Linked DNA regions of Gossypium arboreum: region 2 is linked to region 1. Evidence: chromatin contacts called from public Hi-C data. All regions are on one chromosome and are shown on one strand. Each heading gives the region's core, a stretch centred on a gene start, on an enhancer-like site or on the middle of the called end of the contact. The rest is flanking DNA. Distances are from core to core; before and after follow the strand shown.

Evidence for each region. A called contact is a pair of places that touch in the nucleus more often than the background predicts.
Region 2: a Hi-C map of leaf shows a contact between it and region 1, with 2.9 times the contacts expected there. The contact joins the promoter of LOC108484209 here to the promoter of LOC108477473 in region 1. A contact is called at or near these places in 2 of 5 Hi-C or Micro-C datasets (both in leaf).

The regions. Positions count from the first base shown.
Region 1 is chr6:110,820,301-110,824,610 of ASM2569848v2, reverse strand. It overlaps LOC108477473 (protein indeterminate-domain 12-like), which reads left to right and starts at 2,675. Exons shown (of 3, transcript XM_053029215.1): 1 at 2,675-3,690; 2 at 3,779-4,178. The coding sequence starts at 3,540.
Region 2 is chr6:111,016,185-111,020,770 of ASM2569848v2, reverse strand. LOC108484209 (beta-fructofuranosidase, insoluble isoenzyme CWINV1-like) reads right to left here and starts at 3,133. Exons shown (of 6, transcript XM_017787915.2): 1 at 2,789-3,133; 2 at 2,661-2,669; 3 at 1,680-2,530; 4 at 1,423-1,581; 5 at 1,003-1,332; 6 at 402-918. The coding sequence starts at 2,972. The coding sequence ends at 706.

The DNA of each region.
Region 1 (4,310 bases), core at 1,426-3,925:
TCCTTTTAAATTCATATTAAATGGATTTTAAATCTTATTTTATAATTAAATCTAAATTGTAGTTGAACATAAATAGATTGAAACAAATTTTAAAATTTGAGTCAAAATGGGAAATTAATTCACACCATTCCATTTGTGTCTGAGGACGAGTTTAGTATTGCTTTTAAAAATGTTTTTGGAGTAAAAGTATTCCTAAACAAATTATTTTTTAGAGAAAAAGTGTTTCTTCCAAACTAAAAATTGGCCCCAAAGCTCTTTTTTTCATAAGTTGAAAATTTTAATTACAAAAAATAAACTCGATTTTTAAGAAAAATAATTTTAATTAAAAAGAAAATTTGAGTTTGTGTGGGTTTTTTAAAAATTATTATGGGTGGTATATGTCTAGATTTATTTTGGTTTAGATATAGATATTTAAATTTATTGTACTTTGTATTGAGTTGATTTTAGTTATAGTTATTGGAATATGTATTATTTATAATTACATTGTACTTGTAAATTTTCTGAAAAATGCATTTGAATGCCCCTTTTATTATATATCTACACTATATTTAAGGGTTTATTCATTCCTTCTCATCTTTTAACTAAATCTCAACTCAATTGAGTAATTATTAAAAATCCTTTCTTTTATAAAATAATAAACTTAATTGTGGATATATTTTTGTCATTTCAAATCATATGGAATTTAGAAAATATACTTGATAGATTTAAACCCAAAATATCATAATTTTTAATGTCCTCACCATTTCAACAAAATTTCATTTAATTCTTAAATCGATATTTTATTAATACGTCCGTTATATAATTTTTTATATCCACATGATCCGTGTGTCATAATCTAATATAGATTAAATCTTTTAATTCTAACTTATTCTATCTATTCAAATTTAAATCCAAACTCAACATAATTTTATCTTAATATTCAATGATCCAAACTCAAATTAACTTAAACCTAAATTAAACAAAACTCAAACCTATCCCAAACCCCAAAATCATTCAAATGAAACCTAAAATTACTAAAAACAAAAAAAAAAACTTCAACTACCCAGAATTATTCTAATTTAAAACTAGCCTAAATCGAAATAATCTAATAAATTTAAAAAATTCTCATACTTTATCCTCCTCATGTTGCCTTATGACCATGTTGTTGTCAACTATCAATTTTTTTCTCTCTCACACCCACAATAATTTAAGCGATGATGATGGGTTGGGCAGCATATTTGGGGACCGACCTCTTTTCTATGTTGAATTTTCTCCAAAGGATATAATACAGTTGTAGGCTTTTTTAAATGAAGTTACAAAGTTAATCCAAAACACTAAATCGTACTTACATATTATAGTATTTGTATGCTTTTAAAAAAAAAAATAAAGAAAGAATTTTGGGAACTGTGTCTCTGCTGGAATTTGGTGTTCAATCACTGAATCAATCATGTTTTATGTAAGGTTTCTCAGACGAAAGACGTTTTGCTTTCTAACCTCTTTTATCCTTTCTTAAAAAGCCTGTAATCAACTTTGCTTTCTTTACATAAATATAGGCTTAATTCTCTCATACATCCCCTATTTATTGTTTTCATTCTAACTTACTCCATATCTTTGAATCCTCAAATATTAATATTATATCCATCACAACTTTTTATTAACTTAACCTTCAATTTATTGGTGTTAAAATCCGGATTAGATCTATCTTGAAACATATTTAAAGCATGTAGATCAAATTGTAAATACGTATATACTTATTACATTAATATAGTTTGGGTTTAAAGTGTTAAAAATAGTGGAAATAAAATTTTGAGGAGTTATTTCTTCTTTTGACACATCTGATCTAAGTTGTCCATGTATTAAGTACATAAATATTTACAATTTTCTTAAAAGAATGTAATCAACTTTGCTTTCTTCATATAAATACAGGATTAATTCTATCACACATTCCCAAATTATTGTTTTTATTCCTATTTGATCAATTCTCAAAAAAAAAGAAGAAAATCTTAAATTATCCTTAAACTTTAAAAATTTTCAAAGTATAAAATTATATGAATGAATTTTATCCATCAACCTAATTCTCAATTTATAGGAGTTAAAATGTTAGTTATGAATCAAATTATATAAAGCGTTTACAAAGGGCTTGCCCTTGGTTAAAAGGTACAATTGCATTTTTAGCATCTATTAAAATTTAATAATCTCTTTTAACCTCTTGATTAAATCTAAAAAATTATTTCAGTCCTTCCTCAATTTAAGTTATTTTAGCACAAAGTCCCCAAATTTCTACACTAAATTCTTAGCCTCACCCTACTAATAAGATTTAAGAGAGTTATTTCATTTTTAATATGTAAAATTTAAGCTATTCATATACTCATGTTTACAATTTAATTAATATATTTTAAATATACTCTACATTAAATTTGATCTAGTATTTAATACCATGCTAACAATTAGATTCACGAAATACTTTAATGATTCAATTATAATGCTTTGAAATTTGAAACTGGAATCATGATGTGAGGACAAACTATAGAATTAATCGTAATATATATGACATACATAATCTATATTCATTTCAGTTTAATCCTTTACATGTGATTACTTACGGGCAAGTAAAATACTACTACCATCTTTTTGATTTGGGTTACTTTATGCCTACTTTTTATGTTAAGAGGAAAGGTGGTGTGAAAATGGGGAATAAAATCAGTGTTCTTTTTATTAAAAAAAAAAAAAAACCAGCATGAAAAAAAGTTATTTTGTTTTGCTTTTTTTCCCCCTCTGAGAGAGTAAGACTAAGAAGAAAACACAAGAAAAGACAGAAAGTGAAAAGGTCACAAACAAGCAAACCTCTATTGGCTTTTGGTTTTTTTTTTTTTTTTTGTTGGGGGGGGGGGAGATAATAAGTGGAGTGTTTGTTTCTCAGGAATCTCTCCTCTCAATTCTCATCCACATCTCTACCTCTCTCCCTTTCCCCTCAGCTCTCTCTCTCACGTTTTGCAGTTTCTTTTTAATATTCTTTCTGTTCTCTTTTGGGGGTTCGAGTATATGGCGTTTGGTTCATTGATCTTCATGGAGTTTTCATCTGCAACAAGCAAAGATTTTAAGGTTTTGGGGGGCGCCATAATCCATTTTGGAACTTGTCTTTCTTCACTCTAGTCTTTGTTCTTTTCATTTTTTACATCATCTCTCTTTGTTTATATATATAGCTTCAATTCAAGTTTCAACAACTTACTGCAATTAAAAGCAAAGAAAAAAAAACCCAGTAGAATACCAGCAAGATACTAAGAAATTCAAAATTAAGATGATATGGGATTTGGTAGAGGAAGGGGATCTGCTACTCTTCTTGCATTATTTGTTACTTTCCACTTTAAACAGCCTTTCTAGATAAGTGGTTCATAAGCAGATCTCAGAACTTTCTGTCATAGGTAATATATATTATAAAGTTGATAAATAATATATGTAGAAGTCTATAGGGTTGTCATCAAGTGAATCTTTTGTGTGTGTGTAAATATATAAAATTTGTATCATCATCACAAAATCCAGTGATCGAGTATATAATAGGGATGGATGAGAGTATGTCCAATTTGACTTCAACATCTGGTGAATTTAGTGCTTCTTCAGGCACAGTACTGTACCCACCACAACAGTCTTTTGCTTCAACAAATCAAGCACCTGCAGCAGCAAAGAAGAAGAGAAATCTTCCAGGCAACCCAGGTTAATATCAATTTTCTCTAAATTAATCAAACATCATTCTACCGTTTTGGGGTCTCTATTATTATTATTATTATTTTTTTGCATTCAGACCCAGATGCAGAAGTCATAGCTTTGTCCCCAAAGACACTGTTGGCAACAAATAGATTCATGTGTGAGATCTGCAACAAAGGGTTTCAAAGAGACCAGAACCTTCAGCTCCATAGGAGAGGGCATAACCTGCCATGGAAACTAAAGCAAAGAACAAACAAGGAAGTGGTGAGGAAGAAGGTGTATGTGTGCCCAGAGACAACATGCGTGCACCATGACCCAGCTAGGGCTCTTGGAGACCTCACGGGGATCAAGAAACACTTCTGCAGAAAGCATGGTGAGAAGAAATGGAAATGCGAAAAGTGTTCAAAGACTTACGCTGTTCAATCTGACTGGAAAGCTCATTCCAAAATTTGTGGCACCAGAGAGTATAGATGTGACTGCGGCACCCTTTTCTCCAGGTAAACTCAACAATAACATCATCTATGAGTAACCCACTTAAGTTTACAAATCAAATGTCACTCAGTTTTAGAAAAGATGGATAGTGATATTTACAATACAAATCTCACTTTAAATGGAACTGTCGGCGAAGC
Region 2 (4,586 bases), core at 1,884-4,383, 200 kb before region 1:
TTCTGGGGAGGGAGGAGACTTTCTCCTTAAAATTTTTTAATAATATTTTTGTAACTTCTAATAATTTTTTTAAAATTTAAATTTTTAAAAAGTAATTTTTTTTTACTAACGTGGCATGTTATATCAACATACTATATTAATATCGTTTATCACATCAATGTTGTCAACTATCAAACTAGTCAATTAATGTTTCCATTTTTATTTGATTTTTTTTGGTCATAAAAAGGCTCAAATACTATATTATTTTAAGAATTTTATTTATTTATTTATTTTTTATTAAAGGTGTTTTTTTACCATAAGCCTTTTCTAGGCATGTAAAGATTAGATTGCTCTGAAAGACTAGTCATTAGCGAGGGTGGATGATGTCATACTAGAAACAGAACAGAAGGATGAGTTTGCAATTTTACGGTACCAAACATGTGGGCATTTTTGGGCATGGAAAAGGTAATACAATCATTGGGGAAACATGCTTTGTGGTAGAATTGCCAAAAAGCAAGCATTAACAACAGTGAGAAATGGATTCCTAGTGGTAAGCAAGTAACTGCTTGCGTTAGAGAGTACTCTGAAAAGACTACATATGAAATATGAAAAAAAAAAAAAAAAAAAAGATGAAATATTTCAGGAGGTTTCACCAGCAATGTGTTTGATGAAATGGGTGACTGGAAACTGGAGGAAAAGTTGTGAATATGGTTGTATTTGCTTGTTTTAGTTGAGATTTGGCTTTCTTCTTTTTGTGGAAGAGACTATTTGAGCGTTCTTCATACTCCAAGCATTGAGGGTTGGAATATTGACATCTAATGTGCCATTGTTGAATGCATATAGGTAGGCTTGGTTATCAATGGCTAGCTTGGGATAAACTCTGGCAGTGATGCAAGCTCTTCCTTCCCCACCAAAGCTCTCCACAATAGAATGATCTATCTGCAATTTCGGTATCCGATTGTATCAGTCTATAGAAAACTTTGCAAATGTTATAATTGAGGTGTTAAAACAGATATAACATACAAGACTTCTCAGTGAAATCTTTTCATTGAGAGGGTCTATGTCAATGAAAGCTCCATAAATGGTCTTTTGGGGTCCTTCCTCTACTGATGACCCGCTCTGATCACTGCACATGAGCACTACATAGTTGTCCTCACTTCTAAAAACGCGAAAGAAGATTGCGGTTTGCTCTGTCAAGTCTTTCGAAGCTAAAACCAGTATTCCAAATGGTCCAACATTGCTTCGAACTGATGCTGTCTTTTGACTACAGAGCAGTTTTGGATCAACCCAACTTGGATCCATTAATTCAGCCTCCTTTAAGCTGGACAAACTGAAGGAAACTTCGACATCGGCCTTTAGCAGCATGAAGCCAATATAGTTAACTAATATTTCACCTGTAAGTGATTCCTGAGCATCAAGCATAATTGAGAAATAAAGCAATACCTGTGAAGCTGTAATGCCTGAGACTTCAAGTACAGATCCACCCTTAAGTTCCTTGTTCTCGAAGCTGACTTTTATGGTATGCTGCTTCTCAATCTCTTCCAGTGGCCATTGAATCAATTGCTTACCAGTTTTACTAAGGAGAATGGTTCGAGGAATCGACTGAAAACAAACATCAGTTATGTTAGAAAACTTGGAATCTTCAATCTGAACCACTTGCAATTATATTATGTGACTACCAGGATTACAGGTTATATTACCTGAAGACCAGACCAACCTTTCTTGACGTCATCTGTTGTATTATCGGACTCTAATATCCATCCCCATAAAATCCTTCTCTTCTTGCCACTGTCGAAAAATGTCTTTGAAGCATAAAAGTTACCATAATCATATCGTAAATCTGAACCGTTGTCCAAAAAATCAGTGTCAACCAAAAAGTTATCTGTCACGGAGGTATAGTTTCCTAGTACATAGTGATCGCTGTTGTCGAAGCTTGCCTTGAGAACATGTTTTGTGAATTTGTCAAGTGAAGAGGTTTCAACTCCATTTTTTCCATCAATGGAAACTGGATAGAAATCAGGACATTCCCACATGCCAGTCCTTGTGGATGAGTGAATAGGTTCTTTGCTCTGGGACCATGTAATGAAATCTTGACTTCGATAGAGCAGTGCCCTTCCATGGCCATCCATCTCGTTTCCAACTAAGACTCTCCATAATCCATCAGGGCCTTGCCAAGCAGTTGTTGGATCCCTAAAGTTCTTTGGGTCAATACCATCAACAGGGGACATTAGAGGATTATGAGATGATTTTACCCATTCCCTTAGCAGAGGATCAGATAGGTTCTTTGGCTCAGCCAAGTTCTGAACTTGACGATTCATGGTATCACTTCCAGTGTATAAAATGACAGGTTTCTCCCCGGAAAGGAACGTGGTTGAGCCTGACCAGCAACCATTGATATCGAAAGGATCACCGGGAGAAAGTGCAATATCAAGATTAATCCAGTTGACAAGATCATATGATATTGAGTGAGCCCACGTTATGTTGCCCCACACTGCAGCATACGGATTATATTGATAGAACAGATGGTAAACTCCCTTGTAGTACATTGGACCTGAGGTAGATGGATCATATGGAACATTATTACAAAATTAACCACAGTTTGTTTGTTCATATGAGGAATTGCAGGAATATCATGACCATAACACATGAAAAGCTTAACCAGGAGAAACAAAATGGCTTACCATTAGGATCTGCAGTGCCATAAGTGCCCCATTTGAGGATTACATGTCAAAAAACACACAAAAAAGAAAAAGTCAACTCTGTAAAACTGGGTATAAAGACGGTAAGTCGAAGTTGTAAGGAAACAAACCATTCATCCAGTTTTTGGGAGGCTGAAAGTGGTAGCCAGTTCTATAAGGCTGATCCCTTGGAAGAGATTGATGCTTTTTGTCTTGTCTATGAGATTGAACTCCATTTCCCAACAACAAAAGCCAGAAGCCAATGACCAAAACAACAGATTTCTCCATTGTAACCTCCAGCTTCAGGTAAGTCATCAATGGCTCAATGGTTGTTATGTAGTTCCCATAAAGATATTAACAAAATGAAGACAGTTTCAGGATGGTAGGCTGAATCATATTCTGGTTAACTTTTTCCCCATTTGTTCCTGTAACAGTGCAGGGTCAACTCAAAAACCCAAATGAATAAGGAAAGAGTGCCAGACTTATATAGCAATATAGATAAGTTTATTAAATTTAATACTCTTACTAATGCAACTTGTCCATTTAATTATATGCTTAGTTTCTATAAGTAACAAATGAGATACCAATTACCTGACAAGAAAACACGTGATTGTGTCTTTATTATCAATCTATTCAAAAGAGTTTAATTATTTCCCAATCCCTATACTTTTCACAAGATTTTAAAATTTGAATTCCAATTGGGCTTCCATTAAATTAGATTATGACATTTTAATAATTTAAATTTGCTCATGCAATTGGATTAGCTATCACCCGCTTTTTTCTCTCTCTCACTGATTTTTTCTTTCTTCTTCTCATTCGCTCCACATGTCTTCTCTCTTTTTCAATTTACAGATTTATTTTGTGAGTATCTTTGCTATCTTTACAAGTTATGATAAACAGATAACGATGTCTGTCGTTCGCTAAAACTCCACATGTAGCCAGTAGTTTTTCTTGGAAAGTGAGTGGTTCTTCGTTAACTTCTTAATCTATTTCTGTTTTGAGAATATTTTAGAATAATAAATGATTTCACGAGTCAATTTGGACTCGTGTCATCTTAAGTTTTATATTTTTTTTGTTTGCTTTTCCATTGTTTAATAAATCTTTATTTTTAGAAGTTTTTATCTACTCTTATAGTACGATTTTTAGTTTTGCTTATGCATGTAATATTAATTTTACAAGTCATTTTAGGGATGGTTTTGTTGTCGTCCTCTATAGTTTGATGAATGCTCAATTCTTTTATCAATTTTTACTCGTTGCTTTGGACCATCAGGGGCTAATTTTTTTATCGTGTTAAGTGCTTGCAATCACTCTAAATATATCGTGCTTGAATTGTAATAAAAACAATTGTTAACGTGTTATAATATTCTATTAATGCTAAAGCTAAAGCTTTTATTGTACTAATGGAACTTGTCCTTCGACATCTACTATAAATATTTTTTTTTTCTAAATTTGATAATTCTATTCTTAAAAAAAATAACATTTCTCATGTAATGAATTTATAACGGTGTGAAAGTTGTAATAGCTATTTTTGTCCAAGTTATCTTTAATACCAAGTTAGTTAAGATTTCACTTTTTGGATTCAATTTTGATTTAAATTTCGAGTTTCCATATCATTTACAACTTCGGTCATAGATTTGAAATTATTGAAAAGCGAAATTACTAAAAACTCAAAATTGATCTTACGGAATCATTGGATTCATGTTATGTATTAAAAAAAAACTTCATTACAGATTAAATATATATTATTTATTATTAATGTTATAGTTAGTAGTTTTGTCAAAAGCATTAGTGGTGGGATGTGGACCTCACGGTGTGGCTACCCATGGCATCCCAGGCTCATTTAATGCCAAGTGTTTTGAGTGGACCACAAGCAAAGAAGCGGGAAACAAGGGGTGAAAATCTTTGGTTTTATCTGTTTTAAATGCTCTT